Regions from separate parts of the Rattus norvegicus genome. Here region 2 is linked to region 1. A link is a contact called in public Hi-C data. All regions are on one chromosome and are shown on one strand. Each heading gives the region's core, a stretch centred on a gene start, on an enhancer-like site or on the middle of the called end of the contact. The rest is flanking DNA. Distances are from core to core; before and after follow the strand shown. Region 1 overlaps Actn4 (actinin alpha 4). Region 2 holds the start of Actn4 (actinin alpha 4).

Evidence for each region. Hi-C and Micro-C count contacts between places; a contact is called where the count stands out from the background.
Region 2: a contact with region 1 is called in a Hi-C map of Schwann cells, with 7 times the contacts expected there. The contact joins the promoter of Actn4 here to the enhancer-like site in region 1. A contact is called at or near these places in 10 of 12 Hi-C or Micro-C datasets (the A7r5 cell line, the Rat2 cell line, Schwann cells and 5 more) and 1 of 1 datasets of contacts at active chromatin or transcription factors (oligodendrocytes).

What each region holds. Positions count from the first base shown.
Region 1 is chr1:93,316,232-93,319,908 of GRCr8, forward strand. Actn4 (actinin alpha 4) reads right to left here. Exons shown (of 21, transcript NM_031675.2): 12 at 2,728-2,878. All of the region lies in intron 1 of LOC103689966 (MARCKS-related protein-like), which reads left to right. Among named protein-coding and RNA genes, the nearest start is that of Capn12, 19 kb to the left of the region's middle. Within about 2 kb of position 2,385, at least 34 of the 93 cell types and tissues checked have an H3K27ac peak or open chromatin away from gene starts, as enhancers often do. A contact at or near this core is called in Schwann cells, where this site is marked.
Region 2 is chr1:93,377,018-93,380,655 of GRCr8, forward strand. Actn4 (actinin alpha 4) reads right to left here and starts at 2,303. Exons shown (of 21, transcript NM_031675.2): 1 at 2,034-2,303. The coding sequence starts at 2,195. The region is part of intron 1 of LOC103689966 (MARCKS-related protein-like); the gene reads left to right.

The DNA of each region.
Region 1 (3,677 bases), core at 1,135-3,634:
TGGTTTCTGGGCTTCATACGTCAGGCTAGCTGGCCTAAGAGTTCCTGGGAAGTTAGAGGCGCCAGGGCTACAGGGTATCCAGCTTTCTGTGCGATCCGGAGAATGAACTCCTGTTGTCAGGCTTGTGTGGCACCCACCTCTCCACAAGGCCTCTCACTGAACCTGGAGCTCTTGGGACCCTCTTGTTCCCACCTAACCTGGGCTGAGGTTACAGGCATGTGCCACCCACCATGGAGATTTCACATGTGCTCTAGGGATACAAACTCACCCTCATGTTTATACAGTAAACCTTTCACCTACTGAGCCTTCTAAGCACATGTGCTCATGGAGGACAGGAGGGACCCACTGGACCTGCAGCCCCAGGCAGAGCCGGCAGATGTGGGTCCTGAGACCTGAACTCTAGCCCGTGGGACAGTGCACCTTCTCGAGCACTGAACACCTCTCGAGCACTGTTCTCTAAAATGCTTCTACATTTATTTACTTATTTGTTTTGTGTGCTCGTGTGTGTAGGTCAGAGGAAAATTTGTGGAGAGGGTTCTTTTCCACCTTGTAGATCTCAGGATCCAACTTGGATCTCCAGACGTGGCGGGAAATGCCTTGACTCACTGACCCATTTTCCTGCTCTAGGCTGCAATTTTAATTTTACCAACATCTAGCAGAGACGGCATGCAGTAGCTCAAAACTGTCTTCTCAGCACCATGGATGCTAAAACAAGATTGAGTTTAAGGCCAGTGAGCTACAGGATCAGGTCTTTATGAACAAGAGAGACCGTGCCTCGAAACAAAATAAACAAAGCCTGGCTTTCCACAGTCCTGATTATTGAAGCAGTTAAGGTTGCTGTCTTCAAAGGTCCTTATATAAGTGCTCTGAAGTGACAATTTTGAAATTTTTGTTTCTTAAAAAACATTATTATAAAAATGTGCTTTCAGGCTAGAGAAAGGGCTCAGAAGTTAAGAGGTCTTTCCAGAGGTCCTGAGCTAAATTCACGGGAACTACATGGTCGCTCATAACCATCTGTGAGATGTGGTACCCTCTTCTGGTTGTGCAGGTAGAACACTGCATAAAAAACGAATGAATGAATGAATGAATGAGCAAGCGGGCAAGCTTTCATTTAAATCCCAGGTACAGGGATATGTGGCTGCTTTGGACTGTCCTTAGCAACTGACTATGAGGAAAGAAATTAAGATTCATGAATCTTTCTCCTCTATCCTTTCTCTTTAATATCATTATGGGGGGAGAAACCAAGGGGAGAAAGAACACACAAGGTAGAAAAGACCAGCTGCAATGCTTATTACCAACTTCTAAAGCCAGATGTGATGACCAGCATCTTTAATCCCAGGACTTGGAGGCAGAGGATCTCTTGAGTTTGAGGCCAGCCTGGTCTACAGAGAAACCCTGTCCATTCAGCTGTACTATTTTACTGCTGCTGTTAACCTCTTTTTTTTTTTTTTTTTTTTTTGGTTCTTTTTTTCGGAGCTGGGGACCGAACCCAGGGCCTTGCGCTTCCTAAGCAATCGCTCTACCACTGAGCTAAATCCCCAACCCCTGCTGTTGACCTCTTGATGTGTCCCGTGTACAAGTTAAGCTTTCTGACAGGCAGGGAAAGTGGCACAGCAGACTCAGGTGTGAGAAACTGGCACGATGCATTCTGTCTGTCTGTCTGTCTGTCTGTCTGTCTGTCTCTGAAGCATTCACACACTGGCACTTACTTCATTGACTTGAGAAATGCTGGGCCAATAAAGATTAACAGTCTTGTCAGTGGTTAAGCACGAACTTGAGAGTTCTGTGACATTGCTATAGACCGGCAACGGGCAATGGGATGGTACCTGGGTAGCCTCCTTTCCTTCCTCTGGGGCCACGTCTGAGTGTTGTTTCTGGGGCTGCCTGACCTTGCCTCAAGGGAACAGGCCTCAGGTGGCTGGGACCTAGTATCTGAAGAGCAGGCTAGCCCAGCTCTCCACATTCATGGGCATCTCCCCTGTCACTCATATGAAGGCACCATTTGTACTCTTCCCTTTGTTTGGACAAGCAGGCCCCTGGACAGTACCCTATGGCACCAAAATTACCCGCAGGTCACAGTACTATAGTTTTGACTCTGATGTGCAAATGTATAAACTGCAGCCAACAGCAGTAGGAAGCAGGAAGAAACTAGCCTGCTCCTGTGGCCCCACTGGCACGGGTGGGAAGGCCTTGCAGAATTGCTTGAGTTTGGGGTGAATAGTGGGTGGGGGTGTCTGAGGAAAGAGCAGTTCCAGCCAAGGATCTTATTTTGGGAGCTCCTTCAGGGCCTGTGGATTTTTCCATGATGCAATGGGCTGGGCCTCCCACTCCCTGGCCCCTCCTCGATGCTAGCCACGGCAATGGTAGAATAAGAACCCCATTCATTGGCTCTTGAGGTGCAGTGTACTAACTGTGTGCCCACATTTATGTGCCTGGGCAGGGGAAGAGGACACTGGTGACTGTATTCTGAGCAGGAATGCGAACAGACAGAACAACAGGCTCACTGTCTAGCACTCCTCATACAAGGTGACAGGCAGGGAGAGAGGGACCCTTAAGAGACTGAGGTCATCCCTATGCGGGAGACCCTAGGTCCCTTATGCTTCTTGGTATTGAGACAGCATGGGCAGAAGATTTCCTTCTGTAAGGCACTCCTGGTGTATAGGAGGAGGCAGGGTTGAGAGCTGGGGACAGAACTGCCAGGTGATGATGCCATGGGTGCATACATACTTGAGCTCCTGGGCAATAGCCGCGATCTGCTCCACGCGGTCCTGGTGCGCCGCCAGGTCACTCTCAAAGGCCTCATGCTTTCGGATCAGAGCTTTGATGTCTGACAGGGTGGCTGTCTCATAGTCCCGGTGCTTCAGCATGGCCTCCTTCCCTACAGGTGTGGCAGAGAGGTGCCTTAACAACAGTCACAGAGCTATCTATCTGAGGGGGAGAAGTGCAGCAGATATGCATCATATCTGTTACCCCAAATGATGGAGCCTAGAAGCTCTTGAACCTTCCTCCTTGCCCCCTGGGGAAACCCCAAGCCCATTTATGTTCTATGTATTCTGTGCAGACTTAGAAGACACTTGGTGTTCTGGGCCTGAGACAGATATCACAGTGTAACTCCCAAGCTCTACATAGTGTCTCTTACTGCTAGGAGAACCAGGATAGAAGTTGATACCAAGGCTGAAAAGTTACAGACACCCATTTGTGGAGGATGGTGAGTGGGAGAAGCCCCAGGCTTTCAGCCAGGCCCAGCAGGGTCAGGAAAGGGATGACCCTGGAGTCTGGGCCCAGGAGCTGAGCCCGTGCCAGCTTTTTAGAGCCAGCTCTGCTGGGTGGTGGTCCTAACCCAGTCTTGTCACCCCACCCGCTTTCTCGGCACAGTGAGGTGGGGCTGTCCAAACCCTTTGAAGGAAAGGAGAAACACTATTATTAGTTCTGGAGCCGGGCTAATTACATGCTCAGAGCAAAAGCCCAAGCAGCCTGCTAGTAAGTTATGGGAGGACAGGGCACTGAGGGAAATGCCAGCCAGGATTTTCACTTTCTTCCTCAAGGAGCCCTGCTTCCAATGGCTTCTGGACTCACCCTCAGATCAGAGCCCAGAGCACCTGGCACACAGCTGGCACCCCTTGACCAACCTCCCATTGGTAGAACAGTGCCAGCAACAGCACTTATGTGGCCTTGCC
Region 2 (3,638 bases), core at 1,053-3,552, 61 kb after region 1:
AAAGTGACACAGGCAGCCATGAGGGCTCTGGTGAGTCCTGGTTCCTGTCCAGGATCTGAACACATACCAGTCTCACCATGCACCCTAAAGAGTGGCATGGAAAAAAGGGGGGACACCAGAGGTTGGTACTTGTGAAAGGAGGATGGTCCCTACTCCTGTTATACAGAGAAAAGGGACGGGGGCATAGCACTTTTCCCTAAAGATCCAAGACACTCTCAAAGTCAACGCTGTGACCCCGTTTCCTTCCAGCTTTCCAAGTCTTTTGGCAACTTTCAACCTTTTCCAATCTCACATGGCCTCGGGGAATAAATAATTGTTGAGATCCAGACTAGATCTCCCCTGCCTTTCAAAATGCACTCGTCTCTCAGCTATCATTCCTCAACTGTTTCACACACCCACTTTTAGGTTAAAAAAAGGTGTAAGATGCCATCCTTACACCACTGCTGACTTCCACCCCATTAGTGACGGCTGAGAGCATACAAGCTGACATTATGATTGAGCCAAGGTTACACCAGGTCCCACCTCAGGCTTCCCAAGTCACAGCGGCTTCTTCCACCATCGACCCTCCAGACTGGGTGCTTGGGCCCAGCCATATAGTAACTTCCCTGCCCCCCCCCCGGGGGGGGTGTCTGGGAAATGTCACCAAACCGGCTCTCTCCCATACCCTCAGGGCCCAGCTCCCAAAGTCCCAACTCCATGCACATTCTGTGGGCAGAGTCACCAAAAGCACACTTCTGATCGCCCTAAGAGCAAGGGCTTCATCCAAAAGCCAGTGCCCATCAGTAAGCTACAAATCTGGAAACCCTCGACCTCTAGAACGCGTGAAACCGCTTCTGATTTCAATTTTAAATTGCCACCCTCTTCACACACTTGTGAGCCACCCCCACGCACCCTTCTTTAGCTCTCCCTGCACATCCTCACACCCTCTCTCCCATCACTCCGAGTTTCCTTTTCAACCGCCCCGGCCTCCTCCTCGAACCTCCTCCATACCGTGGCTTCCCTTGTACACTGCCTCCACGCCCCTGAATACCAACGGGAAATACTGCTTTAGTACCCCTTCACCTATCGTCTCCATCAAAAGTACTTACCTACTCTCCCAGGACACTCATTTCTTCCTCAGGCCCTGCATTACCCAGGGCCTTTCTAATCAGACTTCCATTTTCCCAAACTAACCTCCTCCCATTATCCTCCGGCTCCTACTGTTCTCACTCTTATTGAACTATTTTCCCGTGGGCCTGGAACCTTTACTGTTTCACTGCCTCTCCCTTCTTCAAAGCCTCCCCATCAATTCTAATTGTGCCCCTTATCCTCTAACAGCAAGGCACCCTCAATAAACCTCACCCCCTTCACAGACATCTGTTCCTAGGCCCCTAACTTCTGCCCTAAACACCTACCTTCTCAGACCCCTAGTCCCATCGACCATCTTAACACCTAGCCACCTCATACTTCAAGTCCATGTAGACTCCCTGGTCCTCCCTCCCGTCTCAGGATTCCACAATCCTCTCCTTAGTGGCCCTTCTTTATCTTTCCTGATTCTTCATCTCTTCTAGAACCACCCATCCAACACACACACACACACACACACACACACACACACACACACACACACACACACAGAGACACGGCTTCCAGCAATTCCAATCTCTTCTTCAGATTCTCTGCACTCCAGACCATCTCCTCCACACAGATTCCCAAACCGCCAAATACTATCCGGGCTCACCAGTTCCCTTCCCGGACCCCATTGCTTGCCTGGGCCCTACCAATGCTTCCTTTGACCCTACAATCTCGCCTTAAAACGCAGTTCCATTTCAACCTCCCGAGTCGTCTTCTCGTTTGCCCCAGTTCCCCGTGTCTCATACCTGGCCGCCACTTCCCCCCTCCCCCTCCAGATTCCCAATTGCTTCTTTAAGCTCTGTAATCCCTCTCCGGGACTCCAAACTCGTTCCCGGACCCGCCAATTGTTTCCTAGGACCCCCTCCAGACCTCCCCTCCCCGCGCAGGACGCCATCCAGCCCGGATCACGGGCCGCGCACCTTGCGCTGCTGCTTCTCCCAGGCCGGGTCCAACAGCAGGTCCCGGTCCCAGTCATCCTCCTGGGCCATGTAGTCGCCCATGCCTCCGCCGCCGCCCGTGCCATTGCCGCCGCTGCTTGGGCCGTACTGGTACGCCTGGTTCGCCGCGTGATAGTCCACCATCCCGCCGCCTTTCGCTAGCCCGCCAGCCGGTCCGCTACCGCTCAGCTCCCGCCCCTATGTCGGAGCCTACGACTCGGCCGCCGCTTCAGCTGCTTTCAGCCCGCCCAAGACTGACGCCTGCGCAGTTCACTCGCCGCGCCTGCGCACTGCGCCGCCACCGCCACCGCCCTCCCGCGCGCGCGCACCTAAAAAGGCGAGCCCGCCCCCGGGTGCTCGGCGCCGGCGCAGAATGCACCTCCGGCCGCCCGCCCAGCGTGGGAGCCCAAGCGCTTCTCTAGCGTGAACGCGCGCGTCAACCCCCCCCCCGGGTGGGCGGGGCCCAATCATGAATGATTCATAAGGCGGGGCTCGTCATCCGGCTTTAACCTGTTTCTCGAGGTGGAATGTGTTCTCATTCAGCCATTCAGACGTAATCAAAATTTATTTGGTGACCTACTATGTACTTAACCGTGTTTTCTGTCTTAGAACTAAAGAAGTCAGAAAAAGTCCCCACCCTTTTGAAACAATATACAATAAACCTTGCACGATGGTACATAGGGGTCTCTGTTTTCAGGCCGCTAAGACTGAAAGCCTGATAACATGTTGGAGCTTGGGTTACACAGGGATACCCGTCTTAAATTAAATAATGGAGCTTAAAACTGGGCATGGTGGTGACACATACCTTAAATTCCCAACTGGAGGTGTGGACAGGATTCAAGGCCAGACTTGGCACACAGCGAGTTTGAGTCTAGCGTGGGATACATGAGGACCCTGTCTAAAAAAAAAATGAAAAAAGAAAAGGAACTCTAGAATGGACTGGATTTATAAAATCTTCAGATGGGCTTCATAGAAAAAGTAGATAGTTAGAGAAACTCTGAAAGATTCACAAAATAGACATCGAGTTAGATTAGATTGGAATAGCTAGCTAGCCGGGGAAGGCAAGGGATCTTTTTGGACTTGTCTATCTTTGTTCACTCAGCAAACACTGAGCCCCTACTATGTGCATCCACTTTCCAACTACAGACGGCATGATAAACCAGGTCAATTATCAAATGACTAAGTTTGTAAGAGAGATGGGCAACGGTAAGAAACATGGAAACCAGGCATGGTGATTTTTTTTTTCTTTTTTCTTTTTTTCGGAGCTGGGGACCGAACCCAGGGCTTTGCGGTTGCTAGGCAAACGCTCTACCACTGAGCCAAATCCCCAACCCCACATGGTGGTGTATTAACCCCAGCACTCAGGAGGCAGAAGCAGGCAGAACTCTGAGTTTGAGGCCAGCCTGGGTTGACAGAGTGAGTTCTAGGACAATCAGGAAAACTCTGTCTGAGGGAGAGAGAGGGAGAGAGAGGGAGAGAGAGGGAGAGAGAGGGAGAGAGAGGGAGAGAGAGGGAGAGAGAGGGAGAGAGAGAGAGAGAGAGAGAGAGAGAGAGAGAGAGAGAGAGAGAGAAAGAAACTCACAGGGC